Regions from separate parts of the Mus musculus genome. Here all the other regions are linked to region 2. A link is a contact called in public HiChIP or PLAC-seq and promoter capture Hi-C data. All regions are on one chromosome and are shown on one strand. The core of a region is the stretch at or near the end of the contact, and the rest is flanking DNA. Distances in the headings are between cores, read along the strand shown. Region 1 holds the start of Cst3 (cystatin C). Region 2 holds the start of Ninl (ninein-like). Region 3 holds the start of Napb (N-ethylmaleimide sensitive fusion protein attachment protein beta).

Evidence for each region. Promoter capture Hi-C pulls out the DNA fragments that hold promoters and counts their contacts. HiChIP or PLAC-seq counts read pairs in DNA pulled down with a chosen protein or histone mark.
Region 1: an H3K4me3 HiChIP or PLAC-seq map of embryonic forebrain shows a contact between it and region 2, with 7 times the contacts expected there. The contact joins the promoter of Cst3 here to the promoter of Ninl in region 2. A contact is called at or near these places in 3 of 39 promoter capture datasets (cranial neural crest, hippocampal neurons and pre-B cells) and 2 of 115 datasets of contacts at active chromatin or transcription factors (bone marrow-derived dendritic cells and embryonic forebrain).
Region 3: a contact with region 2 is called in a promoter capture Hi-C map of hippocampal neurons, with 7 times the contacts expected there. The contact joins the promoter of Napb here to the promoter of Ninl in region 2. A contact is called at or near these places in 2 of 39 promoter capture datasets (hippocampal neurons and liver) and 1 of 115 datasets of contacts at active chromatin or transcription factors (astrocytes).

What each region holds. Positions count from the first base shown.
Region 1 is chr2:148,873,765-148,878,675 of GRCm38.p6, reverse strand. It overlaps Cst3 (cystatin C), which reads left to right and starts at 3,164. Exons shown (of 3, transcript NM_009976.4): 1 at 3,164-3,523. The coding sequence starts at 3,299.
Region 2 is chr2:151,007,772-151,012,281 of GRCm38.p6, reverse strand. Ninl (ninein-like) reads left to right here and starts at 2,884. Exons shown (of 24, transcript NM_207204.2): 1 at 2,884-3,051.
Region 3 is chr2:148,731,055-148,735,407 of GRCm38.p6, reverse strand. Napb (N-ethylmaleimide sensitive fusion protein attachment protein beta) reads left to right here and starts at 2,988. Exons shown (of 11, transcript NM_019632.3): 1 at 2,988-3,142. The coding sequence starts at 3,045.

The sequences.
Region 1 (4,911 bases), core at 1,915-4,414, 2.1 Mb after region 2:
CTCACTTTCCACCTCTTACTGCACCTAACTGGAAGCTGTCCTTACAGTTCCTGAAAGTACACTTCTGTAGTGTCTGACCCTTGGGGATCAGAGGTACCACTCACAGGTCACCTACTCTCTCAAATAATTCTGAGCCAACCGTATAATAGAGATATGGCAGGCAGTATGGTCACAGAGGTCAACATGCATATCACTTCTCTCCAACATGCTCCCATCCACATTAGTCCACCTTGGACCTTCTTTCTAGTGAGAAATGATGGGATAAGGAGGGTTCTCCCTGGTTCAACTCACTCTCTGTAAAACAATGGTCCTGAGATTAGAGCCCCAGAAAAATCCAATGTCTACCCAGCATTCTGCTCAGAGAGACCTGGCCAGATGCAGCCCTCTTTCCTATCTGTCTGTCAGTCTGCCTCCCCTTTTCTATTTATCTAGGAAAATATCACATACAGGTGTTTAACGATTTCCACTTTACAAATGACAATTGCTTTTCTTGCCGCAGGTGCTTTATCTTGTAGGGCAGCATAAACATTATTACTCTGGTACTCATAGTGGGGTTAGGTTATAGCAATGCCTCAGGGTCCCCTATTCTAATCCTTAACATAAATACTCATTAGTGACATTGTTAGTATCTGTTAGATTCCTGCTGATAGGGTCTAATCCAGAGCTCAGACCCAAGGTCAGAGCAGAGATGTCACTAAGTTACCAGTACCTACCACCCCCAATATAATCCTTCTTTGTATCCTTTGAGAGCCCAGGACCTTCCAGTGTTCCTCTCAAAACCAGATACCTTCACTACCAGCTCATTTGTCACAGGGGCATTTTCAAGTACAGAACATAAGAGAGTGAGGTTGAAAGAAGAAATAAAGTCAGCTATCTGCATAGAACTCAACTCAATCCTGTCTACTCCCAGTGGTGCATAGTGAGCATGGGCTTGCTTGATCCTGAGCTGGAGGGTGTGTCTGCCTACACAGTATCCACTTGAACATATATTCTACCTGAAGAGAAAGGGAACTAAGAATCTGGTTAAGGAAACAGTGCAAAGGAACCTCATGGTGCTTCTGCCCCAGAGGGCCAGACACTGCTCTCACTACATGTTTACAGGAAGTCCAAGAATAGACAGAAAAATGAGCCTCCAGGGACAGATGGACTGGCAAGGGTCCAGTGGGCACCAACACGGACCAAAAAGGCACCAGGGAACTTTACAAGGTCAGCCACATGTGCTGAATTTGTGTGCACTCATTGAAATTATTTTATACACATAAAATAAGTCATATGTTAACAATACCTCACTCCTGGTAAGTCAGTGGAAACTATGTAACCTTCCAATCAGAGGGAAATCACAGACCCACAGTGAGGCTCCCTTAGGGGAGCAGCTCGAATAGACCTTGTGCTTGAATGTTCATCCTCAGCTGCCTGCCCTCTCACTAGCTTGTCCCATAGCCCTCAAGCCCCAGCCTTCCTCTAGCATCCACACAGCTGCCAGAGTTAGAGTCCTGGCCCTACCCCTTCCCTGCTTATGTAAACTTACCCCTTGCCAGTGTTCCTTGTTTCTAAACAGAAAAGCCCTGTTGGACCTCATCACCTAAGCAGGGGTCATTCCCTCTGACTGGTGCTATCTCCCTGGTCTAGGTGGAACTCCTCGACTGTTTGAATCCCAAAGGGATCTTTCAACTAATATCTACTGGCACCCATCTCTTGCTCCCCCTATCTCACTTTCTACAGAGCATTATAATCATCTGATCTTAATTATTGATCACCTCCCATACTACCACTAGCACAAACCTTAAACTTTAAAGCTTAAACCTTATGCAGTACTATAGCCACCAGCATCAGCAGTTAGCAGATGTGGAAAGGGGGGTCAGACTGAGTGAACATTGGTCCTAAATGTTACAAATATACACAGACTCTAAAGGATTACTATACACATTAAGGAATATAATCTGTTTCCTTAAGAGTTATTATTATATATTGAAATTACATTTGATAGGTTAAATAAAACGTATTAAAGACTTCAATATTTGGGTTTTGTTATCACTGATTTGTCTGTTTGTTTTTTAACAAGAGGGTCTCACTGTGTAGCCCTGTCTTCTCCTCCTCCTCCTCCTCCTCCTCCTCCTCCTCCTCCTCCTCCTCCTCCTCCTCCACCTCCTCCTCCACCTCCTCCCCCTCCCCCTCTCCCTCTCCCTCTCCCTCTCCCTCTCCCTCTCCCTCTCTCCCTCCCTCTCCCTCTCCCCCTCCCTCTCCCTCTCCCCCTCCCCCTCCTCCTCCTTCTTCTTTTTCTTCTAAGATTTCACTGTGTAGCCCTTGCTGGCCTGGAACCAGAGATGTAGACCAAGCTGGTCTTGAACACAGATCTACCTACTTCTGCCTTCCATGTACTGGAATTAAATACATGCGCCATCATACCCAGCCTCATACCGTAGTTTTTAACCTGTCTACTAGGAAGCATAAAAGACACATGGGTTCATCTTAGATGGATATACTGGGCAGCCTGTTACAATATCCATTCGGGGCTTGGCCTCCTGTGGTATCTCCAGGCCCTAGAGTGGCCTGGTCTAGGAAGAAGCCTAGGATGGTTTCTTTAAGGATAATGAGTAGTTACACAGAATGCTGCACACTTCCCCACTCCCCCAAGATCAATTTATTTTCCTTTGACAAGTATCTTAGGACAGGGCCTTCAGGAAAATGAAATAATAGCCCTGCTCCGAGCATTCCCACATAGTGACCCTGCTCTCCATCAAGTGATCGAGGCTGAACTTTGAAGATGCAGGAAATTAAAGACTCGTTGCCCTTTTCCTTTCTGGAGAAACAGGGTTCAGATGTCACTGGCATTTTAGGGTCCAGAGAGCAATGACCAACTTCTCTGGTGAAACCACACTTCATGAAACAGGGAACTTGGAGTAAAAGGGGAAGCTGTGGAAAAGGGCACAGAAGAGGAACTGGTAAGAACAGAAAGCTAAGAGTGAAGAAGGAAGGGAGAGGCGGGGCAGGGATGGGGGAGGGGAGGCTCAGCAGGGAATGGGAATCTGGCAGCTCTTTAAGAGGTATCTGACCTACAAGGCAAGAACAGACTAGCAGCTGACTGAAGCAGAGGGAGGGCGGGGCCGTTCGGAAGAGGAGGCGGGGCCCGCTAGGGGGCAGACGGAAAAGGGAGGGTGGCCGCCGGAAAAGGAGGAGCCAGGAGAGGCGGGCGGGTCCCTAACGCTCGCATTTGGGTAAAAGTCGCACGGAGTAGCAGCGTCTGTTCTGCACCAACTCAGAGTCTTGTTGGAGCTTTATCCCTTTGTCCTAGCCAACCATGGCCAGCCCGCTGCGCTCCTTGCTGTTCCTGCTGGCCGTCCTGGCCGTGGCCTGGGCGGCGACCCCAAAACAAGGCCCGCGAATGTTGGGAGCCCCGGAGGAGGCAGATGCCAATGAGGAAGGCGTGCGGCGAGCGTTGGACTTCGCTGTGAGCGAGTACAACAAGGGCAGCAACGATGCGTACCACAGCCGCGCCATACAGGTGGTGAGAGCTCGTAAGCAGGTACGTGTCCCTGCTGTCCCCTGCTCTCCCGACGTCTCCAGGCCGCTCCCACCCAGGCACCCCTAGCTAGGGCGCGGTTTGCATCTGCAGTTGTTAATCAACACCTTTGCTTCTTATGGGAGCGGTCCTCTCTCTTCCTTTCTTCTCTGGTCTACTCATTGTGTTAACATTCATCTTTTGTTTATTCTGGAACTCAGAAGAGCCCAGCGGGTGGGCCTCCTAGCTCTGTTTCCAAAAGGCCACCCAGAGAAGGTACTAAGGATGTAGGTCAAACGCTCCCTGGGCGGAGCTCACCTCCCTTAGCCGCCTGGGGTCAATGTCAACTGCTAATGATCTGGCTTCACTTAATCGCGCTACTTGAAACTCATTCTGACAGACGGCAGATTTCACCCCATCCTTCCAGTAAACACTTGGCCATGTTCCAATCTCCTTGCTCTACTCAGGAGCACGTGTACGTGGGTGTGTGTTTATAGTCACTTATTTTTGTGTATACTTTCAGAGTCAACACTTCCGGAAAACAAGGGCATTCTCTACATACCCAAGATTCCATTTGGAAAATTGGGAACCCACGAACACTCAGGTCCTTCACTCAAAGTCTCAGTTTGCTGGTCTCCACTATGGACTCTGCTAGCAAGGGCCATTTCTATCCAGTCTGGCAGCCTGTCTTTTTCTCTGAGCACTGCCTGTGCTGCCTTGCTGTTTTGGTAGCACTGTAGAATGGTCCAGACAGCTGTGGTGATCAGTCCTGTACCACACAGTCAGGCTCCCTTCAGCCATGACTCGGTTTGTGATGGGTGAACCTCAAAGCTAAACAACCCCTTGATGCTGCAGCCGTATTAGCTTGTACACAGTGTGGCCAGGGCACATTTCTCAGAAGGAGCCTCTATCCTTAAGGGACACATAACTGTGTAGATTGGTGTCTGAGTTTCTTGGCTGTCATGTTGGTGCAGGTCACCAGGCAGGTCCCCTTGTGTCTTCTCAGAAGGTGCTGTCTAGTTGTTCTAAGAAGCCTTGCTTCCCTCTTCTTGTGGCCCTGGAATATCCTCGGGATATCCCTCAGGGGTTTTGCTAATTACCCCCCAAGATAGCTCTAATCACCCTCCACCCACTGAGTAGATGGACAGACTACCTTAGACTTAGACTCTGACAGAGGAGCTAGCTGCAGGAGCTGCTAAAGCCCCAAAGTTGACCCAAAGGAAGCCCAGGTTTTAGACGACAAAGAGTTGTATGCCAGTGTGTAGAGCTCATTTCTACCTTCTCTTGAAAATACAAACGAGTTAAATCCTGCTCCATTTTTTTCTCCTGCTGCTGGGATCAACCTTGAGAAAACTCCACTTCCCAGCTGCCTTGGACCTTGAGGGCCAGTGCACCTCTTAATTGTGGCAACA
Region 2 (4,510 bases), core at 1,635-4,134:
CACATAGGCACAGGGGAAAAGTTCCTGAACAGAACACCAATGGCTTATGCTCTAAGATCAAGAATTGACAAATGGGACCTCATAAAATTGAAAAAGCTTCTGTCAAGCAAGGGGCACTATCAATAGAAAAAAATGGCAACCCATAGATTTGGAAAAGATATTTACCAACCCTACATCTGATAGAGGGCTAATATCCAAAATATACAAAGAACTCAAGACGGCAGACTCCAGAGAACCAAATAACCCTATTAAAAAGTGGAGTACAGAGCTAAATAGAGAATTCTCAACTGAGGAATCTCGAGTGGCTGAGAAACACTTGAAGAAATGTTCAACATCCTTTGTCATTGGAGAAATGCAAATCAAAATTAGATTTTTTAAAAAGGGCTGCTTGCTCAAGAATATCATGAAACATCTGTGGAGGTGCTACCATTTCCTCTTCTATTTCAGTCAGGAACAAGAAGACAAAATACAAAGAATCAAAGAAGTTATATCCACGGAGCAAAAAGACATTTTATTAGTGCTTCTCATTTCATCATATCTTGAGAATATAATGTTAAGACTGGAAATGTGTATCAGTGGTAGAACACATGCGTAGCAAACTGAAGGCTGTACCTTCCTGTTTGGCACCAGAACAAACAAACAAATAGAAGAGAAAAAAGCAATATTAGTTCAATGGTTTTACTGAGTAACAATATAAAATGTAAAGAGAGATGTGGCCATGGCACAGTGGATAATTTTTGAAAGAATTGTAAGTCAGGCTGGGGTGGTGAGCCAACAAGTTGCTCAGCATTTGCTGTGCTGCTGAGAATAGATAAGATACTGGCTTGGGCTGCTAAACCCACAGACTCTAGATCAGAAACCTTGTTTTCCCAGATCCTTGGTTTTAAAATGATACATTATATCCACAAATGAAAGAGGGTCGTATTTCCTCCTATGACAATGCAGCTTTTCTTGTTGGGAAGGCAAGTGTAATCTGCCCTTCAAAATGCCTTGCTGGGAATATTTAGAATGTATATCTCTATCTGGAAAGGTAACTTTCTTTATTTGGGAAACCAGGTAGTCTCAGAAACCTGATCCAAATGCCATTCCTTTAGTGATGGGGTGGAGACAGTGTTCTACCATTTATGGTTTTTTGGGGGGAGGGGGATGGGAAGTAATTACGTTTAAAAACATACAATCTTCTGGAGCCTGGGAGCCAGTTTAGCTGATAAAAGCACTTGCTGTACAAGGGTACACTCCATGAAGTGCATGCACTCCTCCACCACCACCCCTGTGTCACTAACGAAATTAGTGCGTTAGTGTGTAACCTTTAAAAGTCAAACAAATGAAACGTTCACAAAAAGAAGACCCACCAGAATGTGATGCTGTTGGGAGGTGTGGACTGGAATCTATAATCAGGTCTTCTAGTCATTGAGGAGGTGTCCCTAAAGGGAATCTGGCAGCCCCTGTCTCTCTCTCTGTCTCTGACTCTCATTCCAGCTCTGATGTGGTGACTTGCCACAAGCTCAGAAGCAACAAAGATAAATTGACCCTGGGTTGAAATCTCTAAAACTCCAAGTCCATAGAAACCCTATTCCCCCTTCTTTATTCTTACCTCAGCTATTTGCTATAGGTCGGGGGGGGGGGGGGGATGGAGTAACATGCCCCGCCCCGCTCCTCTCTGGCTAGGAGCCACTGCTGTGATGGCTAATTTGGGTTGCTGGTTTGGCTGGATCAATTAGTTCATGTCCCTGCAAAAAGTGTCTTTCACATCTCCATTTCACAGATGAACAAAGTGAAGATCTCCCAGATTGTGTAACTGGGTGGCACAAAGTCCAACATCCAGTGAATGGCCCTGTGAATCTCATCATCTAACTCTAAGTTCATTCTCTAACAGTACATGGAAAACCCAGAGTATAAGGAGATTTAGAGAATATATAGTCTTTAAAAATATTTCTAAAACTTATTGTGTGAATGTGTGTGTGCATGATGCTTATATGTCTGTGTTCAGAACGGCATGTGTCTCAGTGTGTGTGTGTGTGTGTGTGTGTGTGTGTGTGTGTGTGTGTGTAGTCAGAGGAAAGCTCTGTGGAGTTGATTTTTCTAAGGTTTTTTTTTTTTAATTATATGTATGGGTGCTTTGCCTCTATGTATATCTATGCAACACATGCACTCTTGGTGTCTGAGGAGAAGTCAACACTGGATCCCTTGGAACTAGAGTTACAGATAATTGTGAGCTGCCCTGTGGGTGCTCAGAATTGAACATGGGTCCTCAGGAAGAACAGCCAGTGTTCTTCACTGCTGAGCCATTTCTCCAGCACCTCCTATCACCTTTACATGTGTTCTGGGATTGAATTTAGGTCATCAGGCTAGCAAGGCAAGTGCTTTTACAAACTGAGCCATCTCCCTGGTCCTGATAAAATACACTCTGCACAGTGGCGACTATGGCATACCACACTTTGGGAACCTCAGGTTATAATCTAGAGGGAAGCAGGGCCCTGGTTATATGCCCCACAGCTACACCTCTGCCACAGGGTGTAGGCATGTCATGTCCATCACTGGTTGGGGCAAGTTATGACACATGAAAAGGGATACAGCCCAAGTATATGGTTCATCAGAGTACAGTATGGGCTTTTTACTGGTTCCTGGCTGCCTACCACTCTGTGGAATTCTTCCACTTGAAAGTACTTGAGTCTCTTATTTTTTAGTTTAGTTGTTGTTAGTTTTTTGTTTGTTTGTTTGTTTTTAACACCCTGTCTCCCAGAGCCTTGAAGTCATCCTGCATCCTCCTCTTCCATACCAGCTAGGCCCCTGGCCCAGCTCCGCCTGCCTCCTCGCCCCGCCCGTCCAAGCCCCGCCCCCAAGGAGCCCCGCCCCTTCCCTGGGGAGGCCCCGCGAGAACGAGGGGGCGGCGCCCAGAGGCCTTGGGAGCCCAGGGGAGCGCGGCCGGCAGACACAAAGAGCGGCCGAGGGACGCGCGCTGGGGTGTCCTACCCGGCTCGCTTTGCACCGGGCTGCCGGAGCCCGCATCCTGAACTCAGCGTTCAGAGAGCCGAGCCTCCCACTCCCCAGGTGAGTAGGGCGTGGGAGAGGGCTGAGGGGAGGGGAGCCGAGCCGAGCGGAGCCGAGGGGGGCCGAGCTGGGCCGAGGAGGGCCGAGCCGGGCCGAAGGGATCCGCATCCTCGTGCAGCGGCCGGTACACAGCGGAGCCGATGCTTGCGATGCAGGCGCGCGCTCAGAAAGCCACACCAGAGTCTCACTGCTCTGCGGCGCACTCGGACCGGGAACGGTGGTCCGCACCGAACTCAGCGTGCTAGTGGGGTGCAGCTGCCGCCCCAAATTTTGACGTACTCAGAGAGCGGGATGCCTGGGCCCGCCGTGCTTCCCGCCTTCGTCCTCTTTTGACGAGGGGAACCGGATCGGGAGGCGACCCCAGCCTGTGTCTGAGCCCCCTTCTCAGTGCCCCTGGGAAAGCCAGGGACCATGCTTGATTGAGAGCACCTATTGGCGTTGTTGCCGCGCGTCGGTCCCTCCTGTGACTGGTGAAGTCGTCCTTGCGATCTCTGGTTGTATTATCAGTTTGCACTTAGTTGTTGAAAACTGGGACACCTCTCTCTGGGGCGGAGAAGCCTGTTGCTTCTGTGTCAAGGTCGTCCCTGCCTGCGCACCATTCTGCTACTTTGTTGTGCACTTGCGAGGCTGGTCCATCGGTAATTGAGAAGCAGTGACCTGGTGTTTGGGCTCTAGCTGTCTCAGGCAACAAATTGCACGATGGGAGACCAACTTAAAGTTTCTTAAATACCTAAATTGTCAGGCGCTCTCTGTAGCTCGTTATATGGGGGTGGAAGAAAAGAGTGATGCCTTCTCTCTCCTCTACAACATTTAGCCGACTTTTAGAACCAGGAAGGAGGTCCAGAAATGGCCCTTGCAGAAGTTCACTTGATGCGCAAGGCAGGTAGCAGAGAGGGACCGTGAAGATGGTGTTTGCCTGAGATTTCCAGGTTCTTGACTATGGATTTACTGCTTTTAAAGCAGGGGTGTGTGGGAGAAAAGAAAAAGAGGGAAGAAGGTTGGTCAGTTTATGAACTACTGTGTGCAAGAACAGGCGCGAATGAGAAGGAACGTGCCTGTGGAGTTAGGGCAGTTAGGGCAGCAGCCAGCTTGCCTCTACTGTTCATTTTATGTTATCTGTTAGTGGCTTAGACGACTACAGATCAAACTAGTCTGTAGTCAGTTGCCAGACACTAATGTTTTGATGGAAGACAAACCACATATGTGAAGGTGGTCCTAATAGGAACTGAAAAATTCCCATTAGGGGTGTCATCCCTGTAACCTTGTAATGAATCTCTGATGTCAACAGTCTAATCTAGCTTTATAAGAGTTATTGCATCCCGTTAGGTGTAGTGCATGGTATTTACTCTTGGGGTTTCTGAGAATGGAGCCCATGGTCTCAGATATGCCAGCCTCCTGCTGAAGCACATCCCCAGCCCAGTAACAATAAGAAGGAGAAGCGTCTCTTACTTGTTTATGT
Region 3 (4,353 bases), core at 1,739-4,238, 2.3 Mb after region 2:
TGGCACATGCGCAGATTATTTGTTTACCACTTAGAACACAGGATGTCAGCTCCATCTTGCAACGGCGAATGTGAGGGCGGCTCCCCACACTGGAGCAGCGTAGCATTTATTGCCCTTGTTTCTATTGTAGATACTGTGACCAGATGCTTGGTGCTCCTCCACCTTAGTTTTCCTTCTCTGATCGACCAAGACCTTGAACTGTGGGTCAGGATTATTATCTCCCTTAAGTTGCTTTTGGCAGAGTATTTTCTCAAAGCAGAAGAGAAATTAAGGTAAATGTCCTGGAAGAGGGGGCTGATACCCTAGCAGACTCCTTAGGGTAGGAAGGGTCACCAGAGGTGATTCTATTTCTCAGCTTGGGGGTCTCCAGACATACAACATGGTCAGCACTACCAGGGTGGACCAGGCTGTTGACTGACTTCCTCTAACCTATCTGTGGTGGCTTAAAACTGCCTTTAAGGTCAGCCTGGCCTATGTAGCAAGCTCTAGGACAACCAGTATTACAGAGAGACCTTGTCCCAGAAAAAAACAAAACAAAACAGCAAACAAATAAACAAGGTTGAGTCCCTCTCATCAAGAAATATCATCCAATTCCCCTCCCTGTATGTAGGCTAGCTTTACCTCTTTGCTTCGGTGTAGAAAAGTGTCACACCATTCTTTACTGTTGAGGCTTGGTTATAAAAGGTGGCCCTACTCTACCTACAACTCTAGCAACAGGCAGATGGCCACATCCTCTACTCACGAACGTCATTTTCTGTTAGAACTGGGGATTTCAGATGAGTTCAGTCATGCCTCTATGTTGGAGACCATACCGTGAGAAAAAGCCTTTCACAGTCTCCCACCCTGACAAGCCAAATGACCTTGTGCTAGGAGCTGCTCATCACTTCCTTCTCCCTGTTCCCTTTCTGGCACCTGAGGCTGTAAAAGCTGAATTCTTCCTTATCTCTTCCTGATTCCCATGACATCCAAGGACACGAGTTACTTGCTGAGCCCGGACTGACACCCAAGGCTGTTAAGGAGGATTCGAATTCCGGAGATAAGACGAAGAATGCCTGCCACCTGGAGCCTGACTTCGGCCTTCATGTCCCCAGATGCCCACTTCTTTGTTCTTTGTTAATTCCCCCTCAATCCCTCCCTATTCCCCTCGATGTATGCTTTAAGAACCACTGTTTCTGCCTAATAAACTGAGACCTTGATAGGAATCCCTTCTTGGTCTCGGCTTCTCCTTTCTCTCCCTCCCATTTCCGCCCAGGTTTGCAGTCCCCCTCGAACCCACGAATAACTGAGTCCTGCTGGGTGGGATAACCTCTATGGACTGTTTGATATGGAGAGTGGGCCTTTAACCTTCTAATCTACTCTTCTTTGTATTCACTCAGCTTGAATGTATCCGGAATGTCCATTGAATAGGATGTGCCCAGAGCCACTGTAAGGTAGGTGCCACAGTCTGAATGAATGAGCATCCATTAAAGGCAGATGAGTGAAATGTCTGGTTTTTGAGGTGTGCTTTGGGAGAATGTATTCTGGTTCCTTTTCATCCAAAGCTTTAGAATTTAGAATGATTAACTCCAGAATAGGGTAGAGTGGAGATCTGGACACCAAAGACTAGTGGCAGAGGGATCAATATTTCTTGACTATCCTGCAGAGTTGTTCCATTCAGCCAGGGTTGGGAATTGCTCTGATCAACACACTGCTGCTGCCCATGATGCTTAGGAGTTGACTCAATCCACCAAATTCCCCAACTGACTCCTTTTCAAATGCCAATGTTGGTTCACTTTTTGCAATTTTTCTCTCTTCAATCCAACATCCACTGCCACCTCCAATTTCCTACCTCCGTCTACCCTCCTGCTCCAAACTTGCAAATCAGTTCTCCAAAGTGAAAAAAAAAACAACAACAAAAAAACAAGCTCATAGTAGTTGTAAAAAAAACTATGCACCAAGAGCCGATATTCCCCTCTATCTTGAGAGCATCCTGCTATGGTTGGATCATGCCACACTGTGACATCAGTTTTGGTAGCTTGTTTCCAGGAGTTTAAACGCTCTTGCTATGTTCTCTGAAAACAGGCTTCATTTTCTTAGACAAATTCTGCTTGCCAGTTCCTACAGCGTATTCATGAAGAGTTTTAAATCATCAGAAACTCTCATTTGGCAGTAATTCTATTTGCTGCACCACCTAAGAAGTAGCACTGCCAAGCATAAATGGTCTAGACATTGTATTAAAAAACACCTCCCTCTGGGACAGGCCTAGAAGTCACTGGCACAGGATTGCATCTATCTATGGATATTTAGTAGATTAGAAGTCTTCCTGGCAGACAGGAATTTTGTCAAGATCCACCCACTATAGCCAGCATTATGTAAAGCATAAGAGAGTTCACTGGCTTATAGCCATTTAATAGAATTCAGTCAATAACAAGAGTAGATTGTGCCTACAGGAAAGATATGCAATCCATTTTTAAACAAGAGGACCAAATGGAAAGTTGTAGTTTGGGGACGCTTAAAATCAACTCTGAATTTATATTGGGGATGATGATGCATTTTTAATGTCTTGCTGTCAGAAATTAAAAATAGCTCTTTAGGCCAGCTGTTGCTGCTTTTCTGGCAGAGTTGGGAGGTGGGGCACCACATGGTTGACTAAATTGAGCTGAACTGCTGCATTAGATTAAATTTTGCAGTATTGCTTGTAGAGTGTCTCTCTGTCTCCCTCTCTCTGTCTGTCTCTGTCTCTATCTCTGTCTCTCTCTCTCTTTCTTTCTCTCTCTCAACCTTGAAGTCTACCTCCAAGGGTCCAAGGCCCAAGACCCCTCCAGAAGGCCACGCCCCTTCCCCCTCCTCCAGGGAGTCCGGGAGAACGCCCGGCCCTGCCCAGCAGCCTGCTGGGAACTGTAGTTGTGGTCTCTGACAAACTGGCATTAAGGTGGAATGTAGGACTACAGATCCCGAAAGGCCACGCGTGCCGCGCCTGCGTGTCCGCACCTGCTGGAGGGAGGGCTAAGTCGTCCCGGGAGCCTAGCTAGTCAGCAGAGGAGGCTTTGGCTGCAGCGGGTGACATGGACAACGCAGGGAAGGAGCGAGAAGCGGTCCAGCTTATGGCGGAGGCCGAGAAGCGAGTGAAGGCTTCCCACTCTTTCCTCCGAGGGTTGTTCGGGTGAGCGCCAGAGGTCTTGCCCTTAGGGGTCTTGGTGCCCGATCCCCTGCCCAGCCGGCTGCCACCGCAGAGTACCCCGCGCAACTGCTTAGGGTTACGGGATTCCCAGTGGCCCACGCTCTGTTTTGGGTCCCGTAGCATCCAGGGCCTCATCGCATCCCTTGGGCCGTGTCTGGGGTGTCTCTCCAGTCAGCACACACTGCAAGCCCCAGAACCTTTTGGGGATCCTCAGGCCTTGGACACCCCTCACCCACACCCGGAGAACCTCTAGCTCACAATCCCCAGGCACCCTTAAACAACCCAGAACACCTACGCGTCCTCGGAGATCTCTGTGGTCCCCCAAGTCCCATGCGTCGCCAACGGTCCGGTGCTAGCTCCAGGGTCCGCGCCAAGCTGCCTCTTCAAGGATGCCACCCCTCCTGGTGGACCAGATTTATTCATTTCCCCTGGTTGGGCCCGTAAATCCCCCGGGGGAGCCAGGACTGTGAGGTTCTGGAATTCAACCTGGAGTTTGGCAGCAGCTGGTGGCTCGTGGGGAGCGCGAAGTCTGCGCCCCTGTATCCCGGGCACTTGCCCGCTGGCCTTGGCTCAAGGGCCTTGAAATCATATCCTCCTTGGTGTGTTTTTCATTTGCCAGAGTGACTTGTATCCGTAGTTCAGGCTTCCCGTTTGATGAACTGTATGTAACATTGCTCCTTTTTAAAGTCAGAGTATCCTTTGGGAATCCCGTGATTTTGTTAATTCTTACATATCTTGGTAGGGAAGGGTTTGGTTTACATTCTGAGCTTTCAAAAAGCAAAACCTGCCCTGAGAGCTTGTGGAAGAATTCTGGGCTGTTGATTATGCGAATGATTCAGCTGTTTATGACAGCGGTAGAAATTACGTGTGCCTCTTCTTTTTTTTCTCCCATTTGAAAGTGAAAGATCTGTACCAAGAACAGATTTTAATTATCGAGAGGGACTAGAGGTACATACTAAACTGCTGCATTGTGAGACGCAGTTTCTGTAAAAATTCAGTATAGACACTTAAGTGCTGAAAATGTACCCAGTGAACTTTGACTTTTATTTTTACTTCATTCATCTGACTACTAATTACATTAATTATTATATAATAGTTTAATTGAGCCCCATTATGTTTGCATCTCCAGGAAATGCTTAGAGTCACATTGATACAGTTTATGGTACCATGGTCTGCCAAGATAGAGAAGGAGA